Regions from separate parts of the Danio rerio genome. Here region 1 is linked to region 2. A link is a contact called in public Micro-C data. All regions are on one chromosome and are shown on one strand. The core of a region is the stretch at or near the end of the contact, and the rest is flanking DNA. Distances in the headings are between cores, read along the strand shown. Region 1 holds the start of fgf6a (fibroblast growth factor 6a). Region 2 holds the start of zgc:77158.

Evidence for each region. Hi-C and Micro-C count contacts between places; a contact is called where the count stands out from the background.
Region 1: a Micro-C map of caudal fin shows a contact between it and region 2, with 3 times the contacts expected there. The contact joins the promoter of fgf6a here to the promoter of zgc:77158 in region 2. A contact is called at or near these places in 2 of 18 Hi-C or Micro-C datasets (caudal fin and embryo) and 2 of 4 datasets of contacts at active chromatin or transcription factors (caudal fin and embryo).

The regions. Positions count from the first base shown.
Region 1 is chr25:17,878,900-17,884,767 of GRCz12tu, reverse strand. fgf6a (fibroblast growth factor 6a) reads right to left here and starts at 3,464. Exons shown (of 3, transcript NM_001001398.2): 1 at 2,717-3,464; 2 at 2,079-2,182. The coding sequence starts at 3,053. The region is part of intron 1 of LOC103909838 (a long non-coding RNA gene); the gene reads left to right.
Region 2 is chr25:17,813,979-17,820,017 of GRCz12tu, reverse strand. zgc:77158 reads right to left here and starts at 1,620. Exons shown (of 6, transcript NM_205672.1): 1 at 1,584-1,620. LOC141380953 (a long non-coding RNA gene) reads left to right here. Exons shown (of 2, transcript XR_012400377.1): 2 at 2,910-3,046. zgc:154077 reads right to left here. Exons shown (of 14, transcript NM_001077789.1): 14 at 5,609-6,039.

The sequences.
Region 1 (5,868 bases), core at 2,215-4,714, 63 kb before region 2:
CTATGTCACCAGTCGAGATAATGTGTCACTCCTGGTGAGATTTGGCATCTAAGTAATGCAAGTGTAAAGTAGGTCAGATTTACATCCAGCCATGCACAACATCCCCATCCTCTCCCCTGCTCTCATGAGCCAACAGTTATTAAAAATGAATGACAATGCAATGGGTTTAGCCTATCATCAACTACAGCAGAGGAGTCGATAAATATCCAAAGCAAGTAATTTAACCCGTGCTCATATTTGGGTGCCATTTTAAACATCGTAAAAATGAAAAACCCTTATGAAAACTAACCAAGGTTTTTGTGTGTGTGTGTGTTTGTATCAAGCCATGGTAATTAACAAGAGTAGGGCTGCACTATATTGGAAAAAAAATCATATATAGCGATATTTTATTTGCCTGTGATGAATATTGCGATATGAATACAGTTTCAGAAGGTTTTTTGTGGAGTATAACAGTATTCAGGTAGAGAAATTGAATAATCACAATGCATATAAAATGACTTCTAACTTTCTCTTGTTTCTAATCCAAATATGAAAAAAACATAGACCAAATAAAAATATTGGTTCATTTTTCACCGTCAGAAGAATTAAGTGAAAATTAAGAGTTTTTTTTTTGTTTTGTTTTTTGCTTGTTTTTAGGGAAATTATCTGCCAGTAAGTGTAATATTCTTGGTTTCTTTTTCTAAAATAGATATTTGGACTAGAAACACAACAAAATTGCAAGTAAGAAATGTTTTAGCATAAATCATATAAAATCCATATAAATACAGTGATTAAATACAAATCTGTGGCTCCTAGTCAACTTTATAATTCAGACTATATGCAATGTCCAGTCTGACTATATAATTCAGACTGGACATTGCATATCTTTGTGATGTGACTATTGTGAATGTGCACATTGCGATATTGATGCTGAAACTGGCATGGATATATTGCAGCCCTAAACCAGAGATTAACATTTTTGTCGCACCAGTTTAAACATGGTATTTATATTAAATGGTAATCAGTAGAGTTTTTACACTTTTACTATTATACAACCATGGTTAACTTTTGCAAGGGAAACATATACATTTGGGTCAATGACATGTGAAAGTTCAAATTGTTCAAAAATACATTAAAATTCTTTACATTTCACCTTCTACATGATAAAAAAAAATACATGGGAAAAAGTTATATTCATTCTTCCACATTAGCATGTTTTGGAATGTTATAGTTATCGTTGGTTTAGAATTGGATGCTGTATGAGAATTTTTCTTCCCACACTACATTGTTGGCCAGGTACATGTAAAAAATGCAGGGTTCCACACAACTCATTCCTTTTGTCCCAACACAATTAAATTTGTTAACTTGGATCGAACATAAAACAAGCATTGTGTTTTGGCTTATTTTAAATAAGTAGTGTACATAGCTTGAATAACTCATTTAATAACTTATCATGTATTAATTAAATATTATTTGTGTAGGTTTAAATGGCAGATCTGAGACATTTTACCCTTTAGTGATTGTCATTGTGCATGCTTTAATATTTACAGACTATCACCAGTTTTACGCCATGTACATGTTAATCTTTTCTTCTAGGGCCAGCATTAGTAAAAAAGTAATCTATATCTGTGCCAACTGGCCTAGATTAGCACTGTTTTACAATAAGAACTATTCAGCCCAATGCTTTGTGAGACAAAAATGGCCAGTGTTGTTTTGACTTTTGACTCTGGTGAACTTAAGTATGAAAAATGTCCGTGTTGTGTGTAGGAATAAGCTACTGTATACATAGCTATATAATCAGCGTAAAAGGGAACTAATTAGCCTAATGTTTAAGCCAAATGGACAAAATGTGAATCGTACTTTATTGTAAAATGTCGTCTTTGATGTTCAACAGAGGAAAGAGAAAGGTTTGGAACCACTATGGTTTAATTTCTGGGTGAACTATCCCTTTAATGGGTACACAATTTGAAACCTTAAATAAGTGGCACCAAACCTGCTTAGCATTTTTGTCACCCCACACCATACGAATCCTCACTTGTCATTGACCCATTTAACACCGCAAAACCGGCGAAAGTAAATCAAACAACAGGCATACCTACCGTTCCGTATAACCTCCCGCGGCTGCTCATTGCGACAAACAGCCCGCTTTTCACGCCGTATAGACTAACCACTCCTCTCTCTACCGCTGAGATTTCAATTAGACCTGGTTGAACAGAACATCAGTGTTACATACATGACAGTGTGGCACACGGCAGCTCATTCACTCATTCTACACGAGTGGGTGGATCCACGGGACGCACTGCCTTTGTTCTGCATTTTTCTCCAATGCTGGCTCATTTCTTGGAAAAAAAAGAAAAAGCCCTGCAGTTCTGGCATGTACAACAAGCAGGTGGACGCAGTGTAAAATTAGTTGGCGTCTAAATTCGTCCAAGCATTCGTGTCATGTTTGAGGCTCGGGAAATTCGGCAGTGATTGACACTGGGGTTTATTTTAATAGGATGCCATTGCTTTAGGACACATGCGATAAAATAATAGCAATAATAAATTCATTGGTTTATAATTGATCATATTGATTCATTGTTGATTATAATAAAAAAAGTTAATATAAAAACGAATTATTATTTTTTTCTTCACGCATTTAATTAAAAAAATCCAATAATTATTGAGCTTTTCATTCGGTCGTTTCCATCCCTGGTACAACGAGTGGTCATGCATTAGATTTCTGGATGCAACTCACTGTACTGGTTCTCATTATGGACTCCGTTTATCCTTCCGTCTGGCAGGACCTGCAGGTGAAATCCGATGCCCACGTTGCAGTACAGCCTCCGCACTCTCTTAATGCCCAGCAAATAGTCACTCTCCCAGTTCAGGTCCGATTTCTCCACCGAGATCCCCAAAACCGAGCGGGAGAAGAGCTTCTCCCACCTTTTCTCCAGTGAAGTTGCATTAGTCCTGTCCGAGGTGGGGTAGGAGGACACGATCCCAATCAGAAAGCCCAGCAGAACAACCGCAGTCCACGTCCAGCGCCCGCTGCTCTCGCACATACTGGTGAGGAACCTTTGCGCAGTGGCCATCCGGTTTACCCTCGGGGCACGTGGTCAAAATTAATGCCCCTAAAAATACCACTCTTGTTTTTCTTCTTTCGGCATGGTGGCAGGGGCTTATTTTTGGAAGGCAGGTCGGGGCTGCGGGCATGTAACGCAATAAGCCCCTCGGTAGATGAGAAGAGCAGGGCGGCAGAGCTCGAGCTGGTGGCGGCGACGATGATGATTACCATGTTTCACCTCTCTGGATGGGGAGCACCACACACACTCACCAAAACGCAAGCTCACCTTGCCTGGGAGATCTTCGGCATGACATCACTCACCTTCGGGATGACATCACGCTGACCTCACCGCCGCCGGGGGTCAGCTAGATCGCCAGAACCCAGTCGGTGTGTGAGTCCAGGCGCGCGGCCCCGGGCAGAGTGAGTGGAGCGCGAGGGAGCCTGATGGGTTTCGTTGGCAGCTCCCAAATTGGACCGGCGGTCATATGCCTGACGGGCCGCTTCCTTATTTAGAAGGAAGGTGTAAAAACAGGCCAGTTGTCACTGCGGAGCCACGTCAGTCTTGCAAAACACTTCCTGCGCTGTTTGCTCAGGAAGCTTTCACTAAGCTATATTTTGAAAATGCTCCCGTGATTTATTCATCTGGGTAAAACACATAGTTGGAGGTTATGCACGTCCGAGCGCGAGCAACTCCTTTGATCGCCGAATTGCCTAATTGACCAAGCAATTGATAGCCAGCTATAAGGTTGGACACAAAATTCACTATTGATAAGATTAAACCATAGTTAAACCATAGCATAATAAAACTAATATATAAACAATATGGGAAAAAGCACGGTTACTACACTTTAATTATCAATAAAAACAGTTATTTTTCGTTAAGCATATGTCCCCTTCATAACCTCTTGCAGTAAATCCACAGAACATATTTTTATGGATCCAAATAATTTTTAATTAAAATGTTTGAAAAAAAAACCCAAAACAATCGCCAACATTTTAAAAAATAGAAATATTCTTTCTCATCTATATTAAAAAAACATTTTGTTAAATGGGAATACTTAAAAAGCTCTTAATAAAACCATCAGTCAATAAATAATACGTCTTACACCTGGCAGGTGCACAAAATGAAAGAGACCGTCCAACAGGTGGCGCTGTCTCACATCCGTAGAGAAAGTTAAAACCCAGCGACAATACAATAATTTACTATACAAATTTGCCATTGCTTGTTATTAGCCTATTGATGTACAGTGCTCAGCATAATGGAGTACACCCCATAAATATTTTTATCAATTTCTCAGTGTATGCAACGTATTTTTGTGCATTTAAACAGCAAAGATTCATTAAACATATATTTATTAAAATAATATTTTAGTCACCAAACATATTTAGAAATTGAAAAATAATTAATTTCAAGCAAATATTGCCTACAAAATCCATAACATTTTAACCAAATCTTTCTATCTTTTTGCTTCTCTTGATATTTCCTCTTTTTAAAATTTGTATTTAATATTTTTCTTTAACATAAATTTGGGTGTGCTAGTTTTACTAGTACATAACCATTCCAGTCAAGAACTTACAAGTCAAAAGGCAAATATAGACCCCTAGACCAAACTCTATCTTAATTCCTATTGCTTTATGTTTGTTGTTTTAAAGATGTTTAATCATCTCTGAATGTAGTCAGATAATTATTTCTCTGAATTCAGGGCCTTGGCCTAAAGTAATGAATAAATCCTAATTAAAACCGAGTCAGACATAATCCCTATGGATGCCAGAAGAACCCTTTTTTCTTTGCAATATCCTGACCTATATATTTAGAACATTAGTTGTCAAAACACTTTATAAGTCTGCTTAAAGAACAAAAGACATTTGAGTGAGGCTGTCACATAACAACTAAAACATTCATTTTGTAACCTGACATTTCACCACTTCATGGCTCTTGGTTTGATAGCATTTTTTTTTAAGTTAAAGGGTTTATTTGAGAAAATACAGTTGAAGTCAGATTTATTAGCCTCTCTGTTTATTTTTCCCCAATTTCTGTTTAACGGAGAGAGGATTTTTTTAACACACTGCTAAACACAATAGTTTTAATAAGTCATTTCTAATAGCTGATTAGTTTGATCTTTGCCATGATGACTGTAAATAATATTTGACTAGATATTTTTCAAGACACTTCTATACTGCGTAAAGTGACAAGTTAAAGGCGTAACTAGGTTAATTAGCTTAACTAGGCAGGTTAGGGTAATTAGATAAGTTATTGTATAATGATGGTTTGTTCTGTAGACTCTCTCTCTCTCTATATATATATATATACACACACACACACACACGCATGCACATATATATATGAGCAATATCACATGAGTAGCAGTGCGATATGGCTGTATATCGGCACTGGTGGGAGGCCGCAGGCCGAGTGCCTTAGTGCCCCCACCAGTGCCGATATACAGCCATATCGCACTGCTACTCGTGTGATATTGCATTTTTACAACAGTTTGATGACATAATTTTGTATATAAAAACAAAATCAAGCATGGGGAGTCTCAAAAACCCTTTTGTATGAGGATCTACTTTCTTCCGGATTCAAATCATAAGCTGACAGTTAAACTTTAGATCTTTAGATCTGCAGTGTCTGCTTTTTGCTGGCTGTATGTGGGCGGAGGAATAAACAAAGGGTAAAGAGGTTGTAGGAGTTCTGATATTGCAGAATACCGCATAGCTATCAGCCAATCAGATTTGAGAACCAGACAGAACTGTTGTGTGTATGTGTGTATATATATATATATATATATATATATATATATATATATATATATATATATATATATATATAGATGTTTAAGATG
Region 2 (6,039 bases), core at 371-2,870:
TCTGGCAAGGGAATTTCGGGTGAAGAACATTTCTCAAGGAAATCACAGATGAGCTGTTAGTGCTGATCTCCAGCCCTAAAGTATCTTTACTCAGCCAAACTTAATGGAAAAAACACTTATTACAAATAATGCTGTCTATATATATATATATATATATATATATATATATATATATATATATATATAGTTAAACATAAACAAACATACACATAAAACATACTCCAACTTCACATCAAGCGATGAGCTTTCAAATGTGTCATTTTCTGTTTATTAAATAGTTTCAGGCGAACAATGTCAAGAGAGTCTGCTATAAATAAATACTTGTCTAGACTCCCCATAAATATTGTCTAGCTGTCAGCAGTGACTCATAGTAAATGTGCTGGTGGATGGAAATGTGACCAAATATAACCACCTTTGCAGCTTCAGTTTCAGAATATATAGTTGAAATCATAAATGGATCAACTTGCGCTGCATTTTAAATGGCATGTTTCTTATGCATCACACATTTGATGTGAGCAGGCATTTAGTGAGACATTGACTGTCTGATGATAAAAAGTTTAATGGAAACACACATTTCGCCTTAATTTATGCTGTTTAAAAAGTACACAAAAATAACATGAAAACGAAAAGAAAAAAAAATGTAAGGATGCACAAGCATGATTGTTCAGTTTCTTGTCAAGAACGCTGATTGCTTCACCTCATAAGACCTCACTCATATCATCATCAGCCATGGCTATTCATTTTGCTGGCATATATATGATGTTAACCTCCTAAAAGAAAATCACTGTTGACAAACATTTCAATACATAAAAAAATAAAAAGTCACTTACAATTTAAATGACCTGAGGCCGATATTTTATCAAGGGTCACTGCGAGTCGAAAGCACTTAAAAGACAATGTTTGGTTCAGTCAGAGAGTTTTTTAGGAGATGAGCTTCCCAAAAATATTCGTTCCTACAGTGGACATTGTTTAAAATACCAAAAATGCAGTCTAGGCAAGCAGTTCGCTATGTTTTGAGACAAAGCCAAAACATTAAGCAGAGACTAAACAAAGTCTTAAAATACTTAAGTATTTACCTCCCCCACAGCCATGTGTCAAAACAGCGGGGGTCTGAGCAAATACCTTTGGAAATGTTTCATTGAAAAAAACATAACCGACTCAAACAGTCGGTGCCACCCTGGCACTTGGCACCTCACTCTAACATGATGGTAAGCTCGAGTATGAGAAGTTTGCCAGATTGAATGATAGTAAAGTACTATCCGCTAAACTTCTCAAGAATATAACTAACTAGTTTTCCGTTTTTTTGTCAGAATCCGAAACATCGCGAAGCAAAACACGAACAACGCCAGTCTGTGTGTTTGTACAACGGTACAAACATGTTTGCAGTTCCCCTTTGGTGATTTTATGCGGCGCGAGGGTCTCATGCAGGAAGCGGAAGTTATTTTTGATTCAATGAACAAGTTTCTTGCGTTTATCACTCATTCGGAAATCTTTCTCATCTCGAGCATGTCAGTGACACAAACTAAAGCTTTCAGAAACAAAACAAGCCTTACACACAGAACAAAAACAGGCTGATATCCTACCTTCCAGACGCGGCTCTCGTGTGTCCGTCGCTTTCACGGACGCTCCGCTGTTTCCAACTTTGTGGGAAGGACTCAGTCAGTGACGTGCTGAATTATCCGGGAAAAACCATGAATCACTGCACGGAGCCGCGAGGTGTAGAGGACGGGTTAATCCTCCTGTTGAGCTCGGGTCATCAACCGAACAATAGAAATAAAACCGCGTGGAATTCAATTCAGTTCTTCTTGATTTGTAGATCCAGACTAGTTTACTTCAGGTTTACAGCTTCAATAAGAAAATGCGTCATATAAATAAAGTCATGTAGTTAATGTTGTTTTGCTGACATAGTTACGACGGAAACAATACAATGGTTACATTGTGGGTAATATAATAAGAATATTTTTTCATTATCTATCTATCTATCTATCTATCTATCTATCTATCTATCTATCTATCTATCTATCGTCTGGCATGTACATCCATCCATCATTCCAGTTCATCCATCCATTCGTTCATCTATCTATCATCTGTCCGTCATGTCCATCCATTAGTCATATATCCATCCATCTGTCCATCCATCCATCCATCCATTTCAGTTCATCCATCAGTCCATCTATCTGTCTATCCATCCATCAGTTCTTCCATCCATCCATCAATCATTCCAGTTCATCTATAAGTCCATCTATCTTGTGTTCATCCATCCATCTTTCTATCATTTCAGTTTATCCATCCATCCATCCATCCATCCATCCATCCATCCATCCATCTATCTATCTATCTATCTATCTATCTATCTATCTATCTATCTATCTATCTATCTATCTATCTATCTATCTATCTATCTATCTATCTATCTATATCCATACATACATACATAATTTCATCCATCAGACCATCTATCTGTCTGTCTTTCCATCCATCAATTTATCCATCCATCTACTTATCATTTCAGTTCATCTATGTCTATCAAGTCAGTCTGTCCATACTTCATTCACTCATTTGTCCATCTGTCTGTCCATCTACCTATCATTTCAGTTCATCCATCCAATCATCAGTCTATATATTTCTCTATCCATCCATCCATCAGTTCATCTATCTATCTATCTATCTATCTATCTATCTATCTATCTATCTATCTATCTATCTATCTATCTATCTATCTATCTATCTATCTATCTATCTATCTATCTATCTATCATCTATCTATCTATCTATCTATCTATCTATCTATCTATCTATCTATCTATCTATCTATCTATCTATCTATCTAATCTGTCTGTCTGTCCACAATCTCTTTATCTAAAAGAAAACTATTCAGACCTGACACATCTTGTGTTTTATTTTTTCAGTGTGTTGTCGTCTTGTTGGCCTCAGAGAGGATGAGCTGTTACTGCAGACATGCACACTTAACAGTCTGTACCACGATCACATCCCATGAGGAATGTCTGTGCCAGGCTTATATTGCCTCTTATACGACATTGTGCAACGTCATTAAAATAAAAAGAAAACGTCATTATATAGAGTGTCACCTTCTTTTGACAACTTAATCACCAGCAGAATCAACTCTCTAATTATTGTTACTCCCCTTTTGTGCATAGACGACACATGTTGACAGAGGCTCAGATGATGAGCCCTAATTAAAACCAACACATTCTAACAGGACCGTCTCGGCCCATCAGGAGATGTTGTTCAGAGTTGAATAAACACAGCTCTGTCAGGCGCAGTTGTTGGATGGTTGGGGCTCAAATGGCTAAAGAGCGAGACTATGACGTAGAAGAGCGAGTCAAAAAAAAGCCGTCACTGAGCCTTGCACCCATGTCCCAGACCCCAGGCTAAGGTAACCGGAGACCAGAATTTACCACTAACTGATACCAAGAATGTGAGACATTTGGTGACACATTTCCTTAGCACAAGCTCTCTGGGCTGAGCACGGGAGGCCATTAGGGACTGATTGAGTTCACTTTAGTTCGTATTGCAGCACCGTCTAGAACTTGTAGTGCTCTTTTACTGGCCTGTTTGATCAGCACTGTGAAAAATATCTATCAGTTAGCGGCTGTGTGACTGAATGTCAGCAGTTTGTGATTCAAGGGGGAGTTTCGGTTTATTTATGTTTCATGTTGAATTATGAGGCTTTAATCTTTAGATGTTAAATATCTAAATCGGCAATTTAAATTGCGCTTTTATAAGTTTAAAATTATATATTTTATCTGAGTTATTCATGAAAAATACAAAATAAAGATAAAGGACAACCTTTTCAGACTGATCTGAATTCATTATATAGCAAAACTGAAGTCTTTATAGACCTACACTGTGAAACCCAAAAAGTTAAGGAAACTCAAACCGTTTGAGGAAATCGATTGCAACAAAGCATTTGGGTGAAAAAACTAATCCTAATGAGTACTCTGAACTTAATCTATTTGAGTAAACAAAGCAATTTGAGTAAGTAAAACTCAATAAATGAAGAGAACTCAAACCAACTGAGTACTGTAAAACCCAATAAGTTAAGGGAACTCAAACCATTTGAGGAAACGGATTGCTACATTTGAGTTAAAAAAACTAATCTATAGGAGTACTGTGAACTTACTATATTAAAGTTGAAGTAATGAGGTATTTAATTAACTCATTACCTTCAACACTGAGTTCAAAACTCTTTTCAAAAAATAGAATTAACTTTTAAATTAAATGTTGAGTTAACTACACTCAAATAGCCTATTTATTTCACCATTAGAGCATGTCTTTGGTTTTGGGGGAAATCGGAGCACCCGGAAGAAACCCACACAAACATGGGGAGAACATGCAAACTCCACAAAGAAATGCCAGCTGACCCAGCTAGGGCTCAAACCAGCAACCTTCTTCCTGTGAGGTGACAGCGCTACACTGTGCTACAGTGTCCCCCTTAGTTTTATACAGTTGGGTCCATAAATATTTGGACTGACACAATTCTAATATTTTTGGCTCTATACATCAACGCAATTTGAAATGCAATGAACAAGATGTGCTTTAACTGCAGGCTGTCAGCTTTAGGGATTGCAAAAGTTTGCATATGTGCCTCTCACTTGTTGGGGGTCCAAAAGTAATTGGACAATTGGCTTATAAGCTATTTCATGGCCAGGTGTGTGTTATTCCCTCATTATCCCAATTACAATGAGCAGATAAAAGGTTCATAGTTCATTTCAAGAGTGCTATTTGCATTTGAAATGTATTACTGTCAACTCTGAAGATGTATATACACGCAGCGGATGCCCTTCCAGCTGCAACCCATCTCTGAAAAAAAAATTATATATATAATTGTATAATTAGATCAACATATTTGCATTTTATATTTGCATATTTGTATTTTATACACATTGACAAAATATGCAGATAAATATCTGAATAAACTTGAAAGTAATATATTTTGTATATTAGCATGCTTATTAAATAAATTAATTGTTAAACAGAAGCAGCCTATATTTTTTTAATCACTATTATCATATATATTATTATCACATATATGTTATGTTTTAACCTAAATAATAGCACTTTTGCATATTTGTTATACAGTAAATATAATCATGTAAATATAATTTGACAAACGCATGACTTAATTTTGTAAATAATATTTACAGTTTAAATAATTTTAATATATTACACAGATTTCAAATATTTTTTAAATTATTAATTTATTTGTTTTTAGTAATTTACTTTTTGGCATTTTATTCCAAAATATAAAAGTATTGTTTATTTGACAGTTCTTGCTTATTAAATGTTTTATGTTATAATTAATATTAGCAACAGAAGCAGTCCATTTTAATACGTGAATTCCCTTTTTACTCATAATTCACAATATAATAATGTAAATGTCATAGTTTTATGGTAATTAATATAAATTAACATTACATATAATACATATTTTGAAGTTAATGTTAGCTATAAGCTTAAAACATAACATTTGAAATATATTTAAAAACATTTATGTATTGCTTCATTCACTCATTTATATTATAAATGCACACAGTAGACTTGCAATTAAACTAATCTAAACCAGTCAAATGCAAAACTAACTTGATGAAGAGCACTGTATTTACAAAGCATTGACATTTAGCAAATAAACACGTAATTAGCATGTCAGCAGTATCAGACAAAAGGCTAATACAGATGCAAATGCTTTAACCCCTACTTCATATGTTAATATCCTCATTAGGAGAAAACCCAACAAAAGACTTAACAGTAAGTAGCTGATATGCTTATTTTGTTAGTAGATGCTCATAAAAAAATATTTTTTTTTGTGTGTGTATATATATATATATATATATATATATATATATATATATATATATATATATATATATATATATATATATATATTTATTTATTTATTTATTTATTTTAAACTTCCTTACTGGCCTAATCAATGTTATCACAGTTCAAAAACATGACGCAAACAGGTTTGATTTACAATGAAAACACGATACAGTTTTCAAATGCCCCACTTTCCAA